3 separate regions of the Mus musculus genome follow, and regions 1 and 3 are each linked to region 2. The links are chromatin contacts, called in public Hi-C maps. All regions are on one chromosome and are shown on one strand. The core of a region is the stretch at or near the end of the contact, and the rest is flanking DNA. Distances in the headings are between cores, read along the strand shown.

Evidence for each region. A called contact is a pair of places that touch in the nucleus more often than the background predicts.
Region 1: a Hi-C map of the N1E-115 cell line shows a contact between it and region 2, with 10 times the contacts expected there. The contact joins two enhancer-like sites. A contact is called at or near these places in 3 of 39 promoter capture datasets (3T3-L1-derived adipocytes, embryonic stem cells and liver), 2 of 484 Hi-C or Micro-C datasets (the G1E-ER4 cell line and the N1E-115 cell line) and 1 of 9 other capture datasets (pancreatic islet).
Region 3: a contact with region 2 is called in a Hi-C map of the N1E-115 cell line, with 4 times the contacts expected there. The contact joins the promoter of Rasal2 here to the enhancer-like site in region 2. A contact is called at or near these places in 3 of 484 Hi-C or Micro-C datasets (the N1E-115 cell line and embryonic stem cells) and 6 of 115 datasets of contacts at active chromatin or transcription factors (the NIH/3T3 cell line, astrocytes, bone marrow-derived macrophages and 2 more).

What each region holds. Positions count from the first base shown.
Region 1 is chr1:157,516,993-157,521,366 of GRCm38.p6, reverse strand. It overlaps a transcript of Sec16b not described here. Among named protein-coding and RNA genes, the nearest start is that of Sec16b, 7.0 kb to the left of the region's middle. Within about 2 kb of position 3,011, at least 94 of the 459 cell types and tissues checked have an H3K27ac peak or open chromatin away from gene starts, as enhancers often do. A contact at or near this core is called in the N1E-115 cell line and liver, where this site is marked.
Region 2 is chr1:157,083,735-157,088,489 of GRCm38.p6, reverse strand. No RefSeq gene overlaps it. Among named protein-coding and RNA genes, the nearest start is that of Gm30568, 4.5 kb to the right of the region's middle. Within about 2 kb of position 2,204, at least 53 of the 459 cell types and tissues checked have an H3K27ac peak or open chromatin away from gene starts, as enhancers often do. A contact at or near this core is called in the N1E-115 cell line and liver, where this site is marked.
Region 3 is chr1:157,410,023-157,414,703 of GRCm38.p6, reverse strand. It overlaps Rasal2 (RAS protein activator like 2), which reads left to right and starts at 2,109. Exons shown (of 18, transcript NM_177644.5): 1 at 2,109-2,967. The coding sequence starts at 2,766. It overlaps 2810025M15Rik (RIKEN cDNA 2810025M15 gene), which reads right to left and starts at 2,352. Exons shown (of 3, transcript NR_027984.1): 1 at 1,579-2,352; 2 at 909-960.

The DNA of each region.
Region 1 (4,374 bases), core at 1,762-4,261, 430 kb before region 2:
GTAAACCAGAGGAGGTGACAGCTGCAAAAACAGGCACAGCCGACAATTACAAACTTCAGGGCATGGTGAGAAAGGCAACAAGTGAAAGATATTCTCTGGGTTACTGGATTGGACTATTAGGTCTGAGGGTCTTAGCATGAACCATTTCAGTGGAGCCATGTTCAAGGCAGACTTAGAAATGTGGAGGGACCCATGGCTCTAGCTGCATATGTAACAGAGGATTGTCTTATCTAGCATCAATGGGAGGGGAGGCCCTTGGTCCTGTGAAGGCTCAATGCCTCAGTGTAGGGAAATGCTAGGGCAGTGAGTCGGGAGTGGGTGAGTGGGTGGGGGAGCACCCTCACAGAAGCATCGGGAGGGTGATGGGATGGGGGGGTTTGTGGAAGGGAAAACCAGGAAAGGGGATAACATTTGAAATGTAAATAAATAAAATATCCAATTAAAAAAGAAAGAAAGAAATGGTGTAATAACAAAAGCAAGACAAAAGAGACAACAAGCAAGCAGTTCTTTCTCCGGGGCTAAATGGGTGGAACAGGGCTGGGTGTACGGCTGGCATTCAGGTTTAAAGAATCAGTTTAGAGTGAACAAGGCGACATATATGAATGTGCTGGGTCAAGTGGAGGAACCTAGACACTGAAGAGAAGCTGAAGGGAGGAATCTCAGACCAGACATGTAGAACCCAGGATAGGGGACCCCACGTCTGAACCTCACTAAGGGAAGAGATACATTCCTCTGAGAGAGGAATAAAGAAGGCAAAGACCACACGTGAGTTTATACACATGGGACCCAAGAAGGAAAACTTCCCGAAGCCGATTGACTAGTTCTACTAATTGCCTCTCGAATAAGCATCTGGGAAGGGACTTGAGAGACACCAGAAAGTTTAAAATGGCCAGGGTGGAAAACATAACGGGGGGGGGGGGTGTGCTACAACTAGGAACACATCTTCAAATAGAAAGCGGACTGGAAATATCCCAATATTAGACGGAGGCTCTAGCTTTAGCCTCCATAAGGGCATGGGCTCTCTGTGCTTATTCCATACCCTGTGCCTGGCATGTAGTACCAGCTCAGTTATGTTTTCTTTATAAACATCTCAAATGCAGAGCAGCGATAGCTTCACCATGATTCCATCCAACCGTTTGCACAACAAATATAGGATTACACTTTTAGACAGAAACTCGAAAACAGTAAAAGAATGTTGAGGCTGTGACTGAAGGAATTTGGCCAAAGAGTGAGTAGATGGTGTCTCATAGGCACAAAGGAGCAAAGATGGGCCCACATTATGTATAAGTCTTGTTAAATAGCATTTGAAATGTAAATAAAGAAAATATCTAATAAAAAATTGTTTAAAAAAAAGTCTTGTTAAGCCAGGGTCACTAGCTATAACTGAAAGACACATTCCAAAAAAGAGTGAAAGAAAAACATTAAATTTCAATAATTTTTAAAACTCAGTCCAGGTGGGGGAGACTGGATAGTTTCCTTACGTGTTTTTTTATTTCCCCAGCAGTATCTGGGGTACTGTGTCTCTTTCTAGTGACACTAAGAATTAATCAAAGAGTGCAGGGCCCCTAAAGCCAATCTTACAGGTCAGCTATCTTTATAGCCTTAACCAGTTATTGATCAACAAAGTCCTCAGCCTTCCTTTGGATGAAGCTGGGTAACAGGAAAGACACAGAAGTATGCTCTGGCCAAGAGTTCCAATTATAGAGATGTGGGGTGCCAGAAAAAAAGGGGTGCCTGTGCCAAAGTCAATTAGCCTGGCACAGATAATCTAAGTCACCAGTACCGGCCCTGGGACTTCCTGAAGGCTTAGAAATAGAAGTTGGCACAATCTATAGGCCACTAGACCATAGTGCCCTATAGATAATCTTGACAATGGATTCCTTTTGTTGCCATTTGTCTGGCCTCCCACAGACCTGTTCTTCCTGCATCCTGAACTGCAACCGATAACTAAAGAGACACCCCATCATTCAAGAAGGACTCCAAGCTTCCTTGGCAGCCCTGGGCTGGCAGAGGGGTCCTACTTCTCAGCCACTCGGCCTCCCATTTAACTGGTACTCTCAGAGTCAGGATGAGTGCACCCATAGAGGGTTGTGTCTGTGACTTTAGGCCCCATGTCAAGTGCCAAGGGGCAAAGAAGACTCACACAGCAGCTACGGGAAATAAAAGTCTTTAGCGTTCTCAGGGTATTCTCTCTGCTGCAGATCAATGGCTGTCAACGCCTCAGAAGAGAAGCACACCTCAGTCCTGGAATAACTGTCTGAACAGGAGACCCTGTTCTACCATCTGTTCACTATATAAACCTGTTAGTAACATCCATATCATAACATTTCTTCATCTGCAGAGATGATCACAGAACCCTACCTTACAGAATTATGATGAAGATAAAAAAAATCATATCTAAAACTTACAAATAATTTAAATATAGTAAATGCTCCATAGGTGTTAATAATTGCTACTTCTCTAGATGTACGAGAAAATGCACCCACAAAGTATTCTACACACATCACCAGGAAGAGACTTGAATATTTATTACTGCTGTGAAATCAACAAATCCTCCTTGACACTCAATGCAGTGCCTGCATTGACCCAGGACTTAGAGGAAATGGAGAAACAGTATCACTTGACTACACAGGGGAAAACGCCAATGGATTAAGGTGAGAACATCAGCATTCACAACTTTAAGAAGTGTGGTCCAGTGCTTCCCGCACAGGAGGCTGGTTGCTCCAGGAACAGGGCAGGATGCCACAGGATGATCATGAAGCATGATTTTCTTTCTTTTATAAGCTATTTTCAATAGAATTTTAATTTAACATCAGCACAAACATTCTGAAGGGAAGTTCAAATTTGCAGTCATTTTTTTTTTTTTGAAGACAAGCATGAGATGTCAAAAAAATTTTCCACATTGGCTATGAGACAGATAAACAGACACATATTCTGCACCCCCACACTGAGTCATTCCTCGCCACGCAGTGGGGAAGTCTGAGAGACATATTCTGAACAAGAGCAGACATTCAAGCACTCAGAGCCAATGAGCTGGAAAGAGCCTCTGGAAGGATTCCAGGCCTGCAGGTGAAGCCATGACCGTGCCAGGAAAGCTCAAGCCAAGGCCCCTGCTGATATACAGTTCTTTCATTTACAGACCTAAAGCTTTCTGAGCTCTCTACTGCTGGATAAAATTCTGTATTATATAAGACCCGGAGCACCCAGCCACTGCACTGCACCAACTCACTAACCATGTTTGGAGAGTCTGAAAGTTTTGGTTTTCCTGGAACACGTGGTATTTCTTCTCTGAGGAAAGGAGGTCCTCAGGGACCTCATAGTAGTATACACCAATATTCTAAAGCTCAGATGTCCTTCCTAAGGGATAACACACACACACATGCACACATGCATGCGTGCGCCTTAGAATCCCATCTCAGTCGTTTTAAGACAGGGGATACCCACCATGCAGCTCAGCAGCCTTTCCTTCTCCAAATCACACAGCCCCAGCCTTATTCATCAAATTTCCCATCTTTAAATCTTTGTGGAGAGTATCAAAGTTCCAAAGAAAACTGAAAATTGATGCGACTGGAGCAGGATGTCAAGCCACTTGAAGAGGACTAGAACTTAGTTGCTAGCACCCACGTTGAGCACTCACATTCATCTCCAACTCCAGGACATCCAGCCTACTCTTCTGGCCTCCAGGGGCCCCTGCACACAAGGGTAGGTGCAAGCACACACACACACACTCACACATACACTCACACACACACATGTTTGTATGCACATAAATTAAAATAAATCTTTCAAAAAAAGGGAATTGAAACTAAGCTTTAATTTTTTTTCCTCAGTTATTTCTCAGCCATGCACATTTGAGAGGGCGAAAAAAAATCACTCAGTTGTTATAATGTTCCAGATCCTTCATCTTGAATATGAAATCCTTAAAGGGCTGTTATGTGACTGAAATGAAATACCACACGGATAAGTACCTGTTAAGTATGAAGGTGAGTTTGGAATAAATGTTTGCCTTTCATCCAGGTTATTTTATATTCTATAAAGGTGTGACAAGCTAAGCCACATACACACAGGTGATACTTGGTCGGGCATCACAGTGGAGAGCTCTTCGAACTTGAAATTAGATTTGCATTCCAGCACTTCTGGGGATTAGCTGTGAGACAAGTAACTTAACATCCCAGGCAAAGGAGCCTTCTTAAAGGATACTGTATCTTGTTCCAGATACCCTTGTAAGACCGTGGTAGGATAAGTGAGAGAAAGCACTGTTTGAGGTTTAACTAAAAATTTAAAAAACAAATATAAGGTCTAACAGGTGTGGTCTAGCTGTTGGCCACAGGCCACATGAGTCTGAGAGTGGTAACTAACATAGTCCAAGACATT
Region 2 (4,755 bases), core at 955-3,454:
TCAGGAGGTAGGAAGGAGTGGTGGGCAAATCTTTGGGTGACTTTAGAGCCAGCCTGTTTTATATAATGAATCCCTGACAGCCAGGGCCACTATATAGTGGTGGGTGTGTGTGTGTGTGTGTGTGTGTGTGTATGTATGTGTGTGTGTGTGTCAAGATGTATTTAATGCAATATTCAGCTACTAGCTACGACAGGTAAAGAGACAGCTCAGCAGTTAAGAGCCCTTGTTCTTGTTCTTGCCGAGGACCCAGGTTCAATTCTTAGCACCAACGCAGAGGCTGACCATCGTCTGTAACTCCAGTCGCAGGGATGCAGTGCTCTCTTCTGACCTCCTCAGGCACCAGGCACACACGTGGTGCATACATACATAGAAGCAAAACACTCACACACATAAAATAAAAAGTCTTACAAAAGACAAACATGGCTCTATGGGGTCAAATTCCATGTTTGTATGAGCACAGAGGCCTGAGCTGAAAAAACCTCAGCAGGATGCAGAAAAACCTCAGCAGTAGTCTTCCCTAGAAGTCAAATTATGATAGGCTCAAGGGAGTCCCTGGAGTCACAACCAGCTGGAGCTGCCTGCTCTTTCCCATCTTGTTAGGTCTGCTACCCTTAAGCTCAGAAGTTCCCAGTGGTGTTTGTTTGTTTGTTTGTTTGTTGTTTTTGTTGTCCTTATTTCTGTTTGCTGTTTGTTTTATTTTCTCGAGGCAGGGTTTCTCTGGGTAGCCCTGGCTACCTACAGAGCCCTGGAACTCACTCTGTAGACCAGGCGGCCTTGAACTTGCGATCCACCTGCCTCTGCCTCCAGAGTGCTGAGGTTAAAAACACGCACCCACACCACCCGGGCTCATCCGTCTCCATCTTCACCACTCCCAGCCCCGTGTTACTGTCGCCTCACTCTCTGGATCTAGCCACACTGTTCTCTTAGCATTTCTTCAAATGTATTATGTCCACTCTTGTTTCAGGGCTCTTCTTGCTCCTCCGCTGTCCCCACGGCCCCCTCACTGGAAATTGCCTTATTTATTGTATGTAAATACTAGTTCTCACTCCCAGCATTCCTTGCCTTCCTTGGTCTGCCTAGCCCTGGAAGCAGACTTGTCACCAGCTCTGCAGATAGCACAGCCTCTGTGACTCGGGTCTGTCTTCTCTAGAGGGCAAGTTATTTAACAGCAAAGTTGCTCTTGTCTCCCCTAGACTTGGGTGACCATGACAGTTACCAGGTGGGAAGGCAAACACAATGTATCAATAGTGTGGCAGGCAGACAGGCTGAGTACACGTGACAACTGGCATTGCTTCATTTTATTATTTAAAAAAAAAAACATGGAATCTTTTCGCATTCTGTGAAGTCATTCAAAGGGTTGTACCACTTTATACAGAACAAAACAAGCCAAGAGACGGGTGAAAGTAATTCCTTCCAAGGTCATGTCGCAGGCGGCTGAGCTGGGATTTGAACAGGGCTCGCATTGGTTGGCAGTTTCCTCTTTGCACTTGCTTCTCACAGGGAAGCCTAGGACTGCTGGCATCATCGCTGTCTGAGCACTTGTCAGAAAGGCACTTCGCTGGCTCTGACCTACAGAGTGGGAACCTGCCCTGGACATACACTCTAAGAAGCCCTGCTTGGTGGCTCCAAAGTTCAAGTCTGCTGTGTGGATGGGGTCTCCGGCTTAGCCGCTGTGCCCAGTGCCCTTCAGGACAATCTAATACCTGCTCCCGGGGGAGGGGAGGCTTAGCCCTGACAGAATCCTTTGGCTTTCTGTCCAGCTGTTCCTCAAGCCTCAGGGGAGAACCGAAGTGATGTGTTAGTGAAAGTGCAGCCCTGCTTCTGTGCAAGAACCGTCTCGGAGTTGTTTCTTCTAGCGGGGAGAAACATCTCTTGCTTTTCTTAAGGGACGACAGAGCAGACCTGGAGTAGAAGTCGTTTCTATTTGAGGCCCCACCCCCACCCCCACCCCGGACAGACCGGAGAGGCTGTCGACCCTCCTTTCATTGGGGTTATTGGTACCTAGACGCTCCCTCTGGCGCTCAGTTTTATTAGCATAAAACACTCTCAGATTTGACCTTGACAGAGAAAAGGGCTTAGAGTGAGACCGGAACCTTTTCCTAAATCCAATACAAAACAAAGACCTTGTATTCCCAGGCGGGAAGGGAAGAGGGGTGGGGAGAGCAGTCATGAAAACGCGCCAGCAGAGGGCGCCACAGCCCCATTAGTCTCTGCCCACTGAACTTCCCAGAAGCCAAAGCAGCCAGGATGCAACGGGGACTAGACAAACTAGGAGTCTAGACCCTGGGTACCACCTTGGGATTTTGTGGATCTCCGGGCGCCTGATGATACAGACTCGTGTGTTTACTAGTGTTCATTCTCAGAGAGATTAGTCCCAGACAAAGCCAGTACATGAATCTACAGTAAAGAGATTGTCATCCAACCTTTCGTACACTTCACCAGCGTTGGCTGAGTGAGTGTGTGAGCCAGGCCCAGGGCTACAGAGCATGTCCTCAGAAAATCGGGTTACTGTGGCTAGGTGCTAAGGCTGACCTCTTAAAACCTTTTAAATATTTAAATGGGGGAGAAAAGAGCACTATTTTTTATTTTAACTTCTAGAATCAAATAAAGGTTATATGGAACGGTGGAGAAGAGAAAGTGTGGAGAGAAAAGGAAGAAAGAAGATACACAAGAGTTGGGGACAGGAAGAGCAATCGTATTTTAATTCGTCTCTTATATACATAAAGTGCTAGACAAAGTCCAGTTTTGTCAACCTCCCATTTGCCCTACTAGACCCTAACTTGGGGCTCACGTCTGCAGATCTACTCCAAAATTCAGCACGTGTAGCCTGGCTGGCTGGCTGGCATAGAAGCCACACTCTCGGCTTCTCTCACAGCACCCCTCCCTGTCTGCACCCCTGCACACCCAGGGCTCTTCTCAGCTCCTGACGCTCCACACTGCAGCCCTACCAGGAAGATGTGCAAGTTAAAAGCCTGATTAGTCTCCTTGATAAATTCCCAGACAGTGGGCTAAAGGGAAGTGGCACCGGGCTGCTTGTGCTGAGGATGTGTTGGGGGCACCTGCCAGTGGGCTCTTGTCCTCTTAGCACACTGGTTCTCAGCCTTCCTAATGCTGTGGTCCTTCAATACAGTTCCCCAAGTTGTAATGATCCCGACCACATTATTTATGTTGCTACTTCATGATTGTAATTTTGCTACTGTTATGAATCGTTATGTAAATATCGGTGCTTTCTGATGGTCTTAGGCGACCTGATGTGAAAGGGTCATTTGACCTTCCCCTTACCAAGGGGTCACGACCCACAGGTTAGCAACCCCTGTCTTAGACAGAACAGCTTTCTGGGGAGATCTCTGAGCAGCCCAGAGCTAACTCTCTAAACAGATTTGAAGGGTGTGTCAGCAGGTTCTGTGCAGCTCTGTGTGTGCACTTGGGTGAGACCAGAGAGAGGTCAACCCAAGGAAAAGGATGAGCCATCAGGCCTGACTCTGGAAAACCGCTGAGCTGGGAAGAATTGCCTTGCTGTGACAGCTTACAGGCCTGGCTCTCTGGGGACCCCCACTGAGAGCGCCCCACCCCCACCCCCCCCCCCCCCCCCCCCCCCCCCCCCGGCCAGCGTTTTGTGCTGCAAACAGATAATCCTGGGCAGTCCGACTGCCCACACAGCATTCTCCTGGAGTCAGAGGTCCTGCTTGCAAAGTCCTGTCTCAGTGCTGAGGGGTGGGCTGAGATGGGGGCTGGGACTTTCCTAGAGAGTCTTCAGGTGGGAAGTACATGAAGACCACCAGAATCAGACCGGACCATCGCAAAGACAAGATCCTTCTCCATCACGTTCCACCCACAAGCAGGATTCACCTGCGACCCTCTGTGATGAGTCCGCATTAGAATGTGCTTGCTGCCAGGCATATCTATCTGTGCCTGACCTTTGCCTCCCAGAGTCCCGACTACAAACATACCTGCTTGCCACTTCTTTGTAAAGCTCTGATGGCTACCCAGGGAGAAGAAAAGCTGTTCCCTCTCAGGTCTTGGTAGGACAAGACCAAGGGAGCTCTCACGAAAGACGGAGACAACTGACAGGAGAGCAAAGGAGAATGAAGGGGTATTCAACCATAAGAAGAAAGTGATAGAAGATCCCATAGTGTCCATGAACCTTGAAGATACTCCACTTACTGAAAACAACGGGTATGCTCCTTTAATCCCAGCACTAGAGAAGCAGAGGTAGGCGGTAGGAGTTCGAGGCCAGCCTGGTCTACAAAGTGAGTTTCAGGACAGCTAGGGCTACATATCAAAACTTTCTCAGAGATGGATGGATGGATAGATAGATAGATTATACAAATCTTCAAGCTTACAGGATGGCTGAAAGGAGCTGGGATGACTGGTTATATGAAATTTTTGGTGTGTGTGTGAAGAAATGTTCTGAAATTTGCTGCTGGTGACATTTGCCTAACCGTGACTCTACTGAATAGCATATTGTACCATTTAGTGTGCCCTTTGTCCCGTGTATATTGACTCTCAATTTGTCTTAAGCTTAAGCGGTGGCTCCACAACTCTGTGGCTATGAATTTTTTCTACAAAACAATAACATAAAGCAAACACAACAACATGTCTCAGCTAAAGTACCACCTCCTCCAGGAAGCCTCCATGACTGCCATGCTGAACTTCAGCAATTCAACATCAACACACACATCATCCAGTCGCAGAGCCTGACCACCTACAGAGCCTGGAGAGGCCTTGCTGCAGCATCCCTGGGAGCTTGTTAGG
Region 3 (4,681 bases), core at 860-3,359, 330 kb before region 2:
ATTAGATGCATTCCAGATGTATGTTACTTGGGTGACTGGATGATGGTGTGCAACTAGTACGAGCTCAGGATGCCAAAGTGAAGTAGTGACTAGTTTTAGTGGTCTGGATGGAAACAGAGGTTACTAAGGAAGCAGGATAAGAGGGAGTTTGACAGAGCCTTTCCCTTAAGAGACATGATGGCACTTAGATCAATTTTTGGAAAACCTTTTTCCCTTCATTTTATATACCACTCCTAATGCTGCTTTGGGGATAACAGCTTGGGTAAATACATCCATACATATGAGTAGATACTTTGATTTGTACGGCTGGTGTCCATATTCACTTACTCTTTGAGACATCAACAATAATTCAATACAAATGGAAATCCTATGCCAAGGGTTTTCTCTCTCTCTCCTTCCCTCCCTCTACTGCAAAAGGACAATGTCCCTTCAGAGATCTTTACAAATTGGAGTTGAGTTGGGTATGGTGGCCAACACCTTTAATCCCAGCACTCGGGAGGCAGAGGCAGGCCTATTTCTTTGAGTTCAGAGCCAGCCTGGCCTACAAAGCATGTTCCAGGGCAGCCAGGGCTGGTACACAGAGGAACCCTGTCTTGAAACTAAACGGAAGGAAGGAAGGAAGGAAGGAAGGAAGGAAGGAAGGAAGGAAGGAAGGAAGGAAGGAAAGAAGGGAGAAAGAAAACACTAGATTTGTTTAGGGCTGGGTCCTGTAACTTCTAGCTTCCTTATCTCTCATTTATTAAAATTGGAGAGCTGACTGTAGTCAGATAGCAAGCAAGTGGGCTTCTATATACCGGGAGGGATTACTCTACTTCATTGCTAAGCACCAGATTAACAAATCTAATCACAGAGTTCTTGAAGGATCAGAGTTGAAGAAATCAGTATCACTGAGAGCTTGTAAGACGTACCTGTTGCATTGCTGGCTGCTTTGGCAGGTGATGTGGACTGTCCTGTCTGCACCTGTTAAACAAGAGGAAGGGTGAGAGGATCTTTAAAGTCACTTCTTGTTTTAACATGCTATTACTCTATGTAAAATTTGGGAGAAAATTATAAAATGCATGCTATAACTCCCATAAAACACAAAAACACATGAGAATTCCTAAAACCTAGAAAATTAGATTGACCTCTTATAGAAGGTCAAAGTAGAGAGAAATGAGGGCTGGGGTGGGCTGGGACACAACAAAAACCCTCCCCCAAATATTTTTTAGCATCATCTAATTATGAAAAATTCCTGATTGGTTTGAAGTAGCCATGTTCATAAATTGTTGAAAAACCTGATTTGTCAACATAATTTAAATTGGTAAATTTCTACCCGAAATTATTATTATTACTATTATTTATTTATTTATTTATTTATTTATTTACTTATGCCTAAAATCTCTGAAATCTGGATTGGTGAATCCCGCTTTGGGTGGGCACAAAACGAAGCCAATGTTAAGGAGGAAGACAGTTTACACATAGACCAAAAATAAAACCCAAGTGACACTGTTAGAAGAGAAGCCAACAGATTGCAAAGATCAAAGGCAAAAAAGAGAAGCTTGTTTGGTTAATGCTGGGGCTTTGGGGCATTTCATGTACTTGCGGGGCTCGTCCATCCATCCGCACCACACATCGTAGCCATGCTATTCTAAACTGATGATAAATCCAGCTCCAGGGCGGACAGGGCGCAAAGCCGGGATCTCGCACAGATCTCAGGATCCAAGACGCGGGGCCAGATCTCCCTTGTGGAGGAACCATGGCGTTTCTTCCGAGGTGACTGTTAGATAAAGCAGCGTCTTCATGTTCTTCGTCCGAGAAAGAAGCATTGGTCCAGAAATCAACAGGATAGGGGCTAAGATAAAAGGGAAGCGCCTTTCCCATCTTTTTAAATTTCCCGCACCCCGTTTTCTCTCCGCCTCCCCAACACCGTCTCTGCTTCCACCAGCAGCTCGAGGATCCCCGCACCGAGAGGCGGTCGGAGCAGGATAGTCTTAGGAAAGTAGGCGGGCCTGGCCCGCTGAGTATTTCGGTGCCCGATTTTTGCTGTCTTCGGCGGCAGTTCCTCCTCCGCTCGGTTACTGGATTGCACACGCGGCCGTGAGCTCGGCACTCGATTGCTTCGGCCTATCACCCTGGGATGCCGCCTGCCGCCGCCGCCAGCGCCGCGGCTGCCGGGCTTGTGGGTTTCTCAGAGGAGCGCGAGCCGGAGGAGCCCAAGCAGCGGCCGGAGCGGCGGCCTGAGAGTTAGCGGGCCGGCCTGCGCGTTCCGCGGGAGCAAGCCGACGCCAGGCGGACAGAAGCTGGGCCGGGGCGCGCCCCTCAGGCTGAGGGAGCCGGCGCTTTGAGCCCCCGAGGCGACGGCGGCGGGAGCCGGTCAGAGGGGGCGGCCCCTGGCGGCGACGCCCCCGAGCCCAGCCCTGCCTGGCCGAGCTCCATCCTCAGCCCAAGCCCGGGCGGCCCGCGAACGCGCCCGCGGGGGTTGAGCAGGGCTGCGTGGGGGCGGGAGGTGAGCCCGCGCTCCCGGGTGCTCCGCGTCCGCTCCGGACCCGCACCTGAGCCGGGACCCGCCTCCGCTCCGGACCACGCTGGACCCGCCTCCCGGCCCGGGTCCCACCCTCCGCTTGCAGGTGGGCTGCGGCGCCCGGCCTTCGGGCGGTGGGCGGCGGGGAAGGAGGTGAGCGGTGTCCGCGCCCGCAGCCGTTCGGGTGCTGGTGGCCGCGCCGTCGTCCCTTTCCCGCAGCCGGGAAGCCCGCCCCGCCGCCGCCGCCTGCTCCCTCTGGGACACCATGGAGCTGTCTCCGTCGTCCGGAGGAGCCGCGGAGGCGCTGTCGTGGCCGGAGATGTTCACGGGGCTGGAGTCCGACTCGCCGCTGCCCCCGGAGGATCTGGACGCGGTCGTCCCAGTCAGCGGAGCAGTGGCCGGTGGCATGCTGGATCGGATCCTTCTGGAGTCAGTGTGCCAGCAGCAGAGCTGGGTCCGGGTGTTCGGTAAGGATCACAAGTCGTCTGCCTCAGAGGCTGGCGTTTCTCATCTTTCCTTGGGCTCCGATGCATTCTTAGTCCCCCATCTATCCTAGGTCAGCTGTCCACATCTTTTTTTGGTTGTTGTTGTTGTTGTTGCAGAAAATGCTTTTTGACAAGTTTATCCAATATATAGCGCCTGGTTATGTGACTCAGTAGGCTCCTTTGGACCTCTTTAGATATCCACAGTAAGTTTATAGAGTTGAGCTATCTGGACGTAATTCTTAGGTGATTAATTAAAGGCACTTGCTGCTGAGTCCTCAGGAAGGTAGAATGGAACAAGGCACAAAACCAAGTGAATGGGATTTCATTTCCTTCCTGTTGTGTGAAGCAAGTGTTGAGAGAAAGATATGAAAAAGCTTAGTAGAAGATGAGCTAATGAATGAAAAACAAAACAAAACAAAATCGAGGGGTTGTGGGTGGGGGGCAGAGATGGGAGAGACACCCAGCCCTAGCCGTAGCCCTTGCACCAGCCCCAGTTCAAGTGTTTGGTAGCAGTAGATTTACCGACAGCTTTTCCTTGAACCGTACTCTCTGCTTGTCCTGAGTGTGTAGGTTGTTTCAGATTGCACTGCTGTTTCTGGTTTTCGTGGTTAAGCTACCCGGTTGTCACTCAGCAGGTTTAAAGTGATGAACACACTAAAGAAACTTTCCCTTTCTGCATTCCGAGTAACCATCTTTTAAATTAAACCTGAATGATGATTTTCTATTCAGGAAAGGCTGTGGCAACGTTAAACATGCTGTATGCATGGGTTAGCTGTGGCTTTCCAAAATATCAAGCTAGCAGAATGTTTCTGCTACACATGACCATAAAAGACATAGTAATGTGGTTGAATATAAGATGACCAATTTGAAGTATCTGGAATCACACAGTGTTGAGATGCTGTCCTGCAGTTTTGTTTGTCTAATATGCTGTTAGTGATCAGCATATTGTATTTATGGCTTGGCTTTCATACTTCCAAATAGGTTCTGTGCTTTATAATTCAAGACCATCTTTTCATGGTTTATAAGTTGTCTTTTGGACAGTTCAGTTGACTTCAGGAAAGATCCCAGACATTTGAATTCTTGCCTCAGTTCTGTCACTAAAAATTATTAAACAATTTAGGGCAGATAAGGCCATCTTTTTGCCTCAAATTCCTTATCTACAAAATGAGTGGATTAAATAATCTGTAGGGTCTTTTTAGTTATATAAAAAAAGCAACTCTCCTTATAGCTAGTTCTTAGAAATTTATGTATATACTACTTAGAATTTTGCTGGTGTTTCTAAATGTTTTTTTTTCTTTCTTTCTTTTTTCTCTTCCTTTTTGCTAAATGGGGGAATTAAAGCAAAGAGGTGGGAACTGACGCAGAGTTACTCAATTCATTCTCAGCAGGTTGGATTAAAAGCTTTGCTGCCTGGTAGTCCACCTGTCTGCTAGTTCAGGTTAGCTGATCACTTATAACAAAAGTTGATGAGAGTCTAAAAATGACTATAAATTGGAATACATTGTGGTTACATTTTATCTTCTGTCTGTATACACTTTCTCTTACTGTTTTTATACAATGTTAGAGAGAGGACCATGTTAGTATATATGATAATTGGCTGACAAGTGTTCAGAGCTGGATATTCTAGACCTTATTATTGTACATATCCTTCACATGTAACCCATGTAAATTTTTACTAATGTTTTGGTAGTCTGTT